Regions from separate parts of the Mus musculus genome. Here region 1 is linked to region 2. Evidence: chromatin contacts called from public HiChIP or PLAC-seq data. All regions are on one chromosome and are shown on one strand. The core of a region is the stretch at or near the end of the contact, and the rest is flanking DNA. Distances in the headings are between cores, read along the strand shown.

Evidence for each region. HiChIP or PLAC-seq counts read pairs in DNA pulled down with a chosen protein or histone mark.
Region 1: a contact with region 2 is called in an H3K4me3 HiChIP or PLAC-seq map of the SCID.adh cell line, with 16 read pairs. The contact joins the enhancer-like site here to the promoter of Nvl in region 2. A contact is called at or near these places in 28 of 39 promoter capture datasets (the 3T3-L1 cell line, 3T3-L1-derived adipocytes, the C10 cell line and 19 more), 2 of 15 datasets of contacts at CTCF or cohesin (large pre-B cells and pro-B cells), 22 of 484 Hi-C or Micro-C datasets (the AtT-20 cell line, B cells, the Ba/F3 cell line and 15 more), 15 of 115 datasets of contacts at active chromatin or transcription factors (the 230-238 cell line, the HPC-7 cell line, the SCID.adh cell line and 7 more) and 4 of 9 other capture datasets (adipose tissue, liver, macrophages and 1 more).

Annotation. Positions count from the first base shown.
Region 1 is chr1:180,984,036-180,990,535 of GRCm38.p6, reverse strand. Ephx1 (epoxide hydrolase 1, microsomal) reads left to right here. Exons shown (of 9, transcript NM_010145.3): 8 at 18-143; 9 at 556-980. The coding sequence ends at 757. Among named protein-coding and RNA genes, the nearest start is that of Ephx1, 30 kb to the left of the region's middle. Within about 2 kb of position 2,550, at least 28 of the 459 cell types and tissues checked have an H3K27ac peak or open chromatin away from gene starts, as enhancers often do. A contact at or near this core is called in the 230-238 cell line, B cells, CD8 T cells and 2 more, where this site is marked.
Region 2 is chr1:181,140,563-181,146,174 of GRCm38.p6, reverse strand. It overlaps Nvl (nuclear VCP-like), which reads left to right and starts at 1,971. Exons shown (of 23, transcript NM_026171.2): 1 at 1,971-2,124; 2 at 3,776-3,849. The coding sequence starts at 2,068.

The sequences.
Region 1 (6,500 bases), core at 1,301-3,800, 160 kb after region 2:
CCTGTGTGTTTTCCCAGGAAGTTCTCCCTGGAAGATCTGCTGACTAACATCATGATCTACTGGACGACAGGAACCATTGTCTCCTCCCAGCGCTTCTACAAGGAAAACTTGGGCCAGGGTGTCATGGTCCATAGACATGAGGGGTAAGCCTGGCTGAGCAGGAGGCAGGGCTGGGGCTAGGGGATGGTTACCATCTGTCCTTTAACTCAGAGAAGGCTTGATGGACAGGTGAGAAAGATACCAGACATCCTGAGTATCCACTTCTTCATAATTGTCAGGTACTTTGGGATTCACAGGCCTATGTAGAGACCCTCAGGTGAGAGCAAAGAGATGGTCCAGTAAGGTGGGCATCAGAGGTTGCCCATTTCCTGCTTGGGTGACCCTCCCTGGCAGACAAGGTCCCTAATGAATGAAAATGGCGGTCTATAATGAGAGGGTAGTGGAAGCCCTTGCCATTATGGCTCCATCTGACCTAGCCAAGTCCTCCCCAGGCCCTGGGAGTCCTCTCTGGGAACAGGAGAACACAGCCCCTCACCTCATCTCTCTTCCCCACAGGATGAAGGTCTTTGTGCCCACTGGCTATTCAGCCTTCCCTTCTGAGATCCTGCATGCCCCAGAAAAGTGGGTGAAGGTCAAGTACCCCAAACTCATCTCCTATTCCTACATGGAACGTGGGGGCCACTTTGCTGCCTTCGAAGAGCCCAAGCTTCTGGCCCAGGACATCCGCAAGTTCGTGTCCCTGGCTGAGCTGCAGTGATGACGCTACACACCAACCATGGCTTTAGCAGCAGCCCTGGTTCCTTCCCAGTCATACTTATGGAAGATGTGCCCTTCCAGAGGAATAAGTTTGTTCCCTGACCACACTGGGGGACCCAGACTTCAACCCCACAGAGTCCTCTCTTACCACCCCCATATGCTTCGCCCCACTGCATAGCTGTGTTAAGCTACATGGCTTTAATGATAAATGGGTTTATTTCTAAGAGTGTGTGGGCCAGATACCTTGTGTTTCTTAGATACCCACGTGGATCTCCCATTCCAAGAGAGTTGCTGTGTCCTCTCCATCCCCTGTCTTGGAGAGTCCTGCTGGGCCCTCTGACCTTGGCCCTGCTGACTAGGACAGAGGGACACCTAGGTGCCACCAGCAGTCAAGGCCATGCTGCCTAGGCCGCCTCAGGAGACCCCTGGCAGCTCTTGAGCCACTCACAGTACACAGGGCTCTGGGAACAGAGAATATATAGCTGGCAGTTGTCATTGAGAAGGCCTAAGTATCCCGGGCCCAGTAATGTCTCCAAATGAGCCCAGAGTGGTCTGTAAAGTTGTTTGGTCCCATGGTGCTCGGCTGAGGTAGAAGGAAGGATTCCTCCGTGTTTGGCTCTGTTCCACTAGAGCAGGGCCTCTCCCTGTCGTGATCCTATGTCTCAGGCATTCCCAGGGGCAGCTTGGAGGATGCTCTTAGCCAAATGTGACTGCCTATCTCCAGTATCACACTGGGAAAACACTAAGTGGTCCCTGACTTTTTGCAGTTGGTGGCTTCAGGACTAAGAACCCTCCAACCCCCAACCTGCCTGCCCCCACTTCCACTCTGTCTTCACATCCCTCTAGAACTCTCATGGCACTGAGCCTTCCACCTTAGAAAGAACAGACACTTGAGGAGCCTGCTAGAATCCCTAGGAGGGCAGAGAGATGGGGTCTTACCAGCTGGGCCCAGTGGGTGCTTTATTTATTGTGTTCTTTATCTCTCTTTACTCTGGTGACCTCAAACCTCCACTCTGATCCAGCCAGAGTTCCAGGTAACATGATACAAAAACACAGAACAACATATGTGGAGATATGTGTGCAGCTGCTAGGAACATGCTACAATTGGCAATGGTAGGTACCTGGTCCCTACACCTCCCTGCGGGGCGTCCCTAAGTGGGGCTGCACAGAGGTTCTGGAACCCAGCTGGACTCCATCTCAGAGCTGACTACTGCAAGATAGCAACAGAGATGTTTCCCTCGCCTCTCAGTGGAAACACACCTTCCTGGTGCTGCGTTCTGGGAGAGCCTCACTTTATATGGGAAACCAAGCTGGCTGTGGAGATTTGTCCGTTATACTCCTGCCTGGCACAGGCTGAGAATGACGCCTCTCCCCCACCCCTCTGATCTACTCTCTTGCCGTTGAAGGCCCTCAGGTGTCCCTGGGTAATGATGGTCTCTGTGGACCTTCTCATCAGGACTCTCTTAGTGTTGGCAGGGCCTCAGATGTCCTTCAGTAATGATAGTATCTGGAGACCTTCTCATCGGGGACTTGTCCAAGGACAGACAATTCTAAGAAGAGTCTCTGACCTCAGGGAAACATCAGCTGGCAAGGCCAAGGCTACTTCCCTGCCCTGCCCTGCCCTGAGGTCCCGGGGCTCTCAGAGACTCAGTCTCTCCCGATAGCAACATCTGAAGGCTAAAAACAGGGAGACTCGGGAAGGAACGGGGTCCTGGTGTCTCCTGGCATCTCTCTGGCACTTCCCTCTAGCAAATGCCCGATAAGATTGCTGAATTCAGAAGGGCGTGTGTTTGCCGCCCCCTTGTGGCTGTCCGAGGACCTCACACGGGCACATGAAAGGCCAGTGACAAAACTTCAGGCACCCACAGAACCTTCTGTTGTGGCTGTACTGAAGGTCCAGTTCTCCAGGCAGTGGGTCCTAGAGATGACCAGTGAGGAGGGCACAACAGCCCAGGGCATGGGCATCCATCCTACAAAGCTGCCCCTTTACCTACACAGGAGGTCTTTCAATATTCTGAACAATCCAAACAGCTAGATACATGAAACTGCTGAAGCCTTACCCACCACTTCCTGCACACAGTAACTGGGTCTGGCACAGTGTGTAGTGCCGCTATCGAGACCGGGTTTCTCTGTATAGCCCTAGTGCCGCTATCGAGACAGGGTTTCTCTGTATAGCCCTGGCTGTCCTGGAACTTACTTTGTAGACCAGGCTGGTCTCGAACTCAGAAATTCGCCTGCCTCTGCCTCCCAAGGGCTGGGATTAAAGGCGTGCATCACCATGCCCGGCTTTAAAAAAAAAAAAAGGCAGGGACTTCTTTTTCTTCTTCATAATTCTGTGGATCAAAGATTCTTCAAGGGTCTCACTCAGCATCTATACCTTTTTCCTCATATGTTAAAAACACTCACTTTTTGCATAAAGGAATCTATCTGAAGTCCTGTCTTGTCAGTCTGAATGCCACATGATGTCCCAGTGGAGGCATCAGTAAGTGGAATAATGGCCCCTCGCCCCAAGCACTGGCCACTGGTCCAGTTGACAGTCCTGAAACTGGAGAGGAAGGGGCAGGAAGGTAACCTGGTGTGAATGCATGGGGACAGGCTTCATGCAGGGTGTGAGGGACACAAAACTATCTGTGCTGGCTGATGTGTGAGTGCACTCACGAGTTTATTTCTAAAAGGAGATACAAATTTGAAAGAAACCCAAACTAACCCTATTTCTAGAATACATGATCCTATCCTTAAAAGATTCTAAAGGGAGCTGGAGGGATGGCTCCGCAGTCAAGAGCACTGGCTGTTCTTCCAGGAAAGCCTGACTTCCTCAGCACCTGTGAAACAGATCACAACCATCTGTGACTCTGGTCCCTGGGGAATCTGCCGCCCTCTTCTGGCCTTTGAGGGTAACCAGCACACATATGGTACACAAACATACATGCGGGCAAAACTTTTATACAATAAGAAAAATGAAGTAAAACACTCTTAACTTGGTAAAGAGCGAAGCCCGGGATACAAAGGCGACAGATAAAGCCCTGTCGCTTTCCTGTGCACCAATAACAAACTTGAGAAAGAACTCGTTCTCCATGCACAATAGCTTTTAAAAAGTAAAATGCCAGGGTTAGAGGGATGGTTCCGCAGTTAAGAAGACTGCCTGCTCTTCTATAGGGTCAAATTCCCAACATCCATATGGTGACTCAGCTATCTGTGACTCCAGCACCAAGAGATCCAATGGCTTGTCTGGCCTCTGTGTGCATGTGGTGCACAAACATACAAGCAGGCAAAACACCCATATACATATCAGAATAAACATCTAAAGTTAATTTTAAAACAAAATAGGAATACATGTATATAGATGTAATTCTTGGGGGATTTTCTTCGCACGCACTCACGCGCGCATACACACATACACACACACACACACACACACACACACACGCTCTCAAATAACTGCAGGACATTACTACACCTGTTCTAGCCCATTCTAGATCTCAAATAAGGACACAGAGACTTGGTATTTTTATTAACAAGCTGAAAGCCCAAGCTGGACAGGTTCTGAGCTATTCTAACCCAACAGGACATAAAAAGGTCCTGTTACTTGCCATCTGGTCTTGTCCTGGCTCTCTCTGTCCATGTGTGTCCTCATGGCTGCTCTTTCATGGCAATCTCATGTGAATCTTCCTGTTCTCTACACATGGTTTCTCCACATCTCCTCATGGTCCTTCTCTGCTCTTCTCTCTCTCTCTCTCTCTCTCTCTCTCTCTCTCTCTCTCTCTCTCTCTCTCAAACACACACACACACACACACACACACACACATCTCTTTGGGACCTCCCTGACTGGAATCAGAAGTCCCACTCTATTCTCTTCTGTTCTGCCAACTGGCTGATCAGCTCATTTAGTTATCAATTTAGTTCATCAGAGGTGATAGAAAACGATTTTTACATAGTGTAGTGACCAGAAATGCTTGACCGTGCCATCCTCTGGACCACAACCAGATGTCTGGGCACAGAGATCAGCATATGAATACAATTGCACAAAACCATCCCCCAACATTTTCCCTTTTAATCCAATAAAAGTTTCTTTCTCCTATATTAGTAAGATATGTGTGTGTGTGTGTATACAATTATGAAACTTATCAAGTAAAAATTACATTCACAATGTTCAGTCTGTTTGTATTTGGCAGCCTTGTGAAAAGTGCTCCACTATCTATCTTATCTTGGGGAGTTAGTTCGTGCATAAATCATTTTCTATCAAAACTTGCATATATGTAAACCTAAGAATATCTTCTTAGACCTTAAAACTTTTTCTCAGATCCCCAACAATTAAACCTTAAATGTGAGAGTATGACAACCTAGTCCTCAACCCCATCACAGATTTGAAAAGGATAAACCTGAATATGCAGGGAGTTCAGAGCAAGCAACTTCCACAACTATAGAAATAACAGGTGTGCAGGTTGCTTAGAAAGTCACCCGAAATTTCACTGCATTGATAGAGCATCCATCTTTAACCTTCTGGCCCAGAATCTCTGGCAGACTTTTTTGTGAAGCAGGAGTTATGAAGGACTGCCTACCTTGTCTTGACAAAGCTCGGCAGTCAGCTTCCCCGCTTCCCGTTTGTCCAGAGTGGACAGCATCCTGTCTACAGTAAAGGGCAGGTTTTTGCTTGGTGGCCAGCGTCACACATTTGAAGCAAACTCCATATGGAGACACTTTGATGTTCATCATCCACTTTGAAGTAAAATGGAGGCGTTGCCAGGAACAGACATGTCACTGTCACAAAACACCTTTTATTAACAAAATATCTCTAAATGCCATATTCTAGAGAGCTCTGAGGTTTTTGAGGAATATGTACCTATCTATAGTATATCTGCGCTTGCTTCTAGCTATCTACTGTTTGCTTAACTTTTAAAAACATCTATGAAAGGGGCTAAATGGAGCTTATTTTTGTAATTAACTAAAATAGTATCTAACATGAGCAATGTGTTTGTTTGATTGACTACTAATTTGCATTTCTTATTTATCCTAAACAGCTTGTAATAGCAGCTTTCAAAAGAACTAGAATTTTAAACTGCCTGTTTAAATGAGTTACAAACAGGTTCAATACTTTAAATACCTTATATTATGTTGTAACATAATATAAACTTAAATCTGTATCAATATACAAAGTCCATGCCAAATGTAAAATATTGGGCTTGTTGATGTTCTTTGGTCTAAAAGTAGATTTGATACTCTACCCTTTTATTTCTCATTCCTGTACCCCCCCCCTTTTCCTTTCACCCCTTTCCCTCACTTTTCCCTTAACATTAGATAAGAGAGAAAGGAAAGAGAAAAGTAAAAGAGAGGGGAAAAAATCCCAGAATATAACCACTCTTGCTTTGTTTCCTCCCTGACCAAGACCATTAGCAACTTGTAACCAACTCCCCTAAAACAACAACAAACACACTTCACTCACTGAACGACCAAAACCTACCCACTCTACTTTATGGGAATGGGTTACCATTCTCTTAAACCTACTTCCCACTGTCTGTGAGTGTCGTTTCCTTTTGGAAGCCCAAAGAAAATTGGGATATTGGCCAATCTCAAGAAAGTTAGCTGTAATCTTTGTTGCCCAGTCTCTGTGTGCTATAAAAGTTCAGGGCTTGAATGAAGTCCTGATTGGAACAGTCTGAGAGGCTGGACCAACTGGGGTCAGCAGCTTTGAAGCTGTCCTACAAGCAAGCTGTGATGAAACAGTTAATGAGGCAGTCTGAGGTTG
Region 2 (5,612 bases), core at 722-3,221:
TTGCAGCAATCCTGTTGCCCCAGCCTCCTGAATGCTAGAATTACAAAATGAGCCAAGGTGTTCATATCAGGGGCAATGAAAAATTATATACCTGCCACTGAGAGCGGCGTGACCCACACCAATGCAAATACCTCTGCTGAGATTCCATCTCACTCCAGTCAGAAAGGCAATCATTAAAGATAAATAACAAGATAACAACAAATGCTGGCAAGGATTTGGAAAGAAAGAACCCTTATATACTATTTGTGGGACTATAAACAGATACTATGGAAGACAGAAGATTCCTAAAACTAGAGCTACCGTCTGATCTAGTTGACATACATACATACATATATATATGTATGCACACACACACACACATATATACAAATGAATGATTGTCAGTACACAAGAGATACCTACAATATGCATATTTTATCACAACACTACTCCCACAACGGACAAGTTACAGAACCAAACCAGACACCCACCAAGATATGAATTGTTTAAAATATATACACATACAATGGAATATTAGAATCAAAGTCAAAGCTAGGAATATAGCTCACTAGATATAGCCCAGTTGGAGTGATTGCCTATCATATATGAGGTTTTTGGGTTTGATATCCAGAACTGAAAACTAAGAACTGCCAGGAATGGTTACTGTGGTTGTTTGACTAGATGCCCCTCACAGTCCTGGGCACTTGAACACTTGTTTCCAGTTGATGGCTATTTGCGGAGGAGCAAGTGTGGCCTTGCTGGAGAAATTATGTCACTGAGGACAGGCTTTGAGGTTTCAAAAGACTCCTATCAGCTTAAGTTAGCTCAAGACTTTCTGTTTGTGCTTAGAGAAATATGCTCCCAGCTGCTGCCCTAGCTGCTCGCTACCTCCGAACCGCCATAACGATGGCTATCCCTCTGGAACCGTGAGCGCCAAATAATCTTTTATAGTTGCCTTGGCCATGTGTTTTATCACCGAATAGTAACTGACAGCCCTTTCTGTATCCTCAGCACTTCTCCCAAATAAATCTCCTAGAACTCTGTAGACGATATGCTGGCCTTGAACTCAGAGATCCATCTGCCTCTGCCTTCTGTGCGCTGGGACTTAAGGTGTGCGCTACTGCACCCCCACAAATCAAACTTCCTGAACAACCACTTAAACCTTGTAAATTACTCTGAATAATTTTCCTTAAAAACAAACACCAATAACAACGGAGAGGCGCCTACACATAACAGTTGCAAAATACTCCTATGCAAAATTCTCCCTTGAAAAGGCCAAGAAACCCATACTCACCCTTGGGCTTTATCTTGTTTTGTTTTGTTTTGTTTTTTCCCCCTGAGCACCTATTAGCCACTGTGCTCAAGAGTGCTAAAATTATCTTTTAATAAATCCCAATTCTGCTTCATATTGGTTTGTCATGAAGTTGTTTTCTACAAAACCATGAATCTTGCTTTTTCCTGAAAAGACGTTTTTAAGGGGAAAACGTCTTAGGCTGCAGACTGAGTTCCACACTATCCTTGGGTACAGCGTGCGACACAGAACAAACAGAAACCGCGAACACGCTGCGGTCCTGGTTCCCAGACTGGAACGTGACAAACCCAAACTTTTTTTGTTTTGAGACAGCATCTTACTACTTGGCTGTGCTGCCTTTGAACTCTTCAGCAATCTTCCTTGCCTTCGCTTCTCGAATATTTTTAAGGTTTTTTTCCCCTGCTATGCCAGGCTTGGCATCAAGTTTACTACTTGCTTGTGAGAGTCTGCGCAGCCGCGAAGAATGGAGTCCGTGTCTGTTTGCTCAGTTGGGAACCAATAAAGTTGAACGCCTTCAAAGGGGGCCTAGCCTCTTAGGCAGGGCTGGGTAATCTTGACAAGGAACCAGACTGGAAACTCGCGCGCTTCCAGGTCCTCCCGACCTCCGTGAGCAGCGTAGTCCTCCCTACAGGCGGAGCTTTCGTGCTGAGGAAAAGTTGCGGGGGGGACTTCCGGTGCTAGGGACCACGCGTGGGCGGGGTTTCCGGTACGGCGGCGAGCGCGGCTGTGGCAGTCTTTCCCGGTAACAAGAGGCGCCCGTGCGGGGCAGCAGCATCATGAAGCCTAGACCCGGGGTTTTCGTAGACAGGAAACTGAAGCAGCGGGTCATTCAGGTGCGTGTGTGTCTGCGGACACTGCATCTCCATTTGCGCGCGGCTGCCTGGCTTGGCGCCTCTGGCCGCCGCCGCCGGGTTCCAGCATGGTCTGGATGTTCCCTTGCGGCTGCCGTAGAGAAACAGGCCTGGGAGCCTGGAGGCTTTGACATTATTTTTCTTATTTTCGTATCTTGGAAGCACTGTGTGGTGGACGCCTTCAGTGGCGTAGTCAGAGATACGAATTAAAGGGAGGGAGAGGTTTGGATTTTGTTTGGCGGTCGTACTGTGTAGCCCTGCCTACCCTAGACCTCGTTTGTGGACCAGGCTAGCTTTGAACTAGAGCCCCATCTTCCTCTGCTCCAAGGCTGGGTTAAAGGCTGCACCAACCACGCCCCGCAAGGCATTTTTGTATTTGTTTCCCATTTTTCACTGGTGGAATTTCGGGGTTTTTAAAAATTGGAGTTTCAAGAACTTAGATTGTTTTTCCTTGATCTGCCGTCCTTGCTTATTTTGGGGTTCGAAAGTTCTCTTAAGTTTTCAATTCTCTGGGCTTCTTGTATCCCTTCTTTCTTCATACTCCTTTCTTTCAAAAGATTTATTTATTTATTAGATGTAAGTACACTGTAGCTGTCTTCGGTTGTGAGCCACCATGTGGTTGCTGGGATTTGAACTCAGGACCTTGAAAGAGCAGTCACTGCTCTTAACGGCTAAGCCATCTATCTCTCCAGCTCCTTCTTACTCCTTTCTCACCTCCATACTTTTTACTAGATCTCATTCAGCCTAACACCTTTAAGTATGAGCTACCCTGTGACCCAAATTTGTATGTTTTACTGTTGGTTTCATTTTGTTTTTCTTTTCCGAGTCAGGGTTTCTCTGTGTAGCCCAGGCTGTTCTGGGACTCCTTCTGTAGACCAGGCTGGCCTCTTCCTTCCTCTCTGCCTTCCTAGTTCTGGGATTAAAGGTGTGGGCCACCTTAAAGTCAACAGGCCTTAGAGTTAAGTTATTCTTTACCTAAAAAATGTACTCACCTACTTTTTGTTACTGTTTTGAGACAGAGTCTCTTGAATTTTTCTATAGCCAGTTTCCTAGCTACCTCTGCTCAGTGCCCCAGGTTTTGCCTTTAAAAGAAAAATAGAGTATTTTTATTTTACTAGCATTTTATTTTATATGCTTTGATGTTGTGTCTGCACATACGTCTGTGTGAGGGTGTAGATCCCCTGGAACTGGAGTTATGGACAGTTGTGAGCTGCCATGTGGGCGCTGGAATTGACACCACCTTTCATCCAGTTGTTAAAGCGTAAACGCTCGATTGTGTTGGGGTCCAGGAGTCACCCTACAAACTATACAAACACCGATCTCAGACAGAGATGGTTTATTGAAGGTATAGCCTGCGTGGCTCTGACAGCCCTGAAACTCTTTGTAGACCAAACTTGCCTCAAACTCAGAGAGATCCGACTGCCTCTGCCTCCTGAGTGCTTGGATGTAAGGGGTGCGCTACCCAAGCCTGGCTGATGTGGTACTTAAAAAAAAATTATGTTCATGATATGCTTTTTTATTTTGTGGTACACTTTATTGCTTAAGAATTTATATTGAATTATGTGTTGGAATAACTCAACCTCTTATTTATTAGTTAAAATGTCTAAGTTAATTGTCATATTTTCTCTTTCAGTACCTCAGTAGTAACAGATGTGGCAAATATGTGGACACTGGAATCTTAGCATCCGACTTGCAAAGACTGTACAGGTAAAGAGGTGTGCTGCTAAATCCTTGATCCCCCCCCCCCCCCACACACACCTAGTTTTAAATAGTCCGACTTCCTTAATTTTTCAATTGATTTCAGTGGTTGCTAGCATCATCTTACCAATTCATAAACCTGGACCTTAAGTCAGTCATAAAAACATCTATAGTCTATATATACAGTGACTATATATACAGTGTTAATTCCTTTTACCAGAGGAAATGGTTTCTTTTCATCCATTAATAACTCTTCAATTGGCCAGGAGATAGAGCTGTTGTTGTTGTACTTCCTTTTCTGTTTCATCAGAATATTAAAGCAATCAAGCATTTCTTCCTCAACTTTCAGGCTCTATCAAGGAATGTGAGTCAGGCCTGGTAGCCATATGTAATCCCATCACCTAGAAAACTGAGGAATGAAGGTTTCAGGCTGAATAAAGAACAACAGTGAAATCTCTCAATTTGTAAAATAATTGTATTCTTTAAAAGTTCAGTTCTTTTAAAACTATTCAAAATGGGGGATTAGAGAGATGGCTCAGCAGTTAACACGTACTGCTCTTCTAGACATCTTGAGTTCAATTCCCAGCATCCACATGGTGATTCACAACTGTCTGTAATAGAGTCTGATATCCTCTTCTGGTATGTCTGAAGACAGCTACAGTGTACTCATATACAAAAAAAAAAACGTCTTTTTTAAAAAAAAAGAAACCTATTTAAAATGGGTTTACATAAATGGCAGATAGGTTCCAGCTTAGGTAGCTAAACTTGGGTTTTTCACTATCATGAATGAATGGTTTAATAATTGAAAGTCTTGAAGGAGCTGTACTACAGAGCAATAGTGATTAAAAACTGCATCGTATTGATACAGTGACAGGCAGTAGATCAGTGGAATAGAATTGAAGACCCAGAAATGAACCCACACACCTATGGTCACTTGATCTTTGACAAAGGAGCTAAAACCATCCAGTGGAAAAAAGACAACATTTTCAACAAATGGTGCTGGTTCAACTGGCAGTCAACATGTAGAAGAATGCAAATTGATCCATTTCTTATCTCCCTGTACAAAGCTCAAGTCCAAGTGGATCAAGGACCTCCACACAAAACCAGATACACTGAATCTTACAGAAGAGAAAGTGGGGGAAAATGCTCAAACACATGGGCACAGGGAAAAGTTCCTGAACAGAACACCAATGGCTTATGCGCTAAAATCAAGAATCAACAAATGCAACCTCATAAAACTGCAAAGCTTCTATAAGGCAAAGGACACTGTCAGTAGGACAAAATGGCAACCAACAAATTGGGAAAAGATCTTTACCAATCTCACATTTGACAGAGGGCTAATATCCAGTATATACAAAGAACTCAAGAAGTTAGACTCCAGAGAACCACTTAACCCTATTTAAAAATGGGGAACAGAGCTAAACAGAATTCTCAACTGACTAATCTCGAATGTCTGAGAAGCACCTAAAGAAATGTTCAACATCCTTAGTCATCAGGGAAATGCAAATCAAAAGCAACCCTGAGATTCCATCTCACAGCAGTCAGAATGGCTAAGATCAAAAACTCAGGTGACAGCAGATGCTGGCGAGGATGTGGAGAAGGAGGAACACTCCTGCATGCTGGTGGGATTGCAAGCTGGTACAAGCCCTCTGGAAATCAGTCTGGTGACTCCTCAGAAAATTGGGCAAAGTACTACCTGAGGACCCAGGTATACCACTCCTGGGATATATCCAGAAGATGCTCCAACATGTAATAAGGACACATGCTCCACT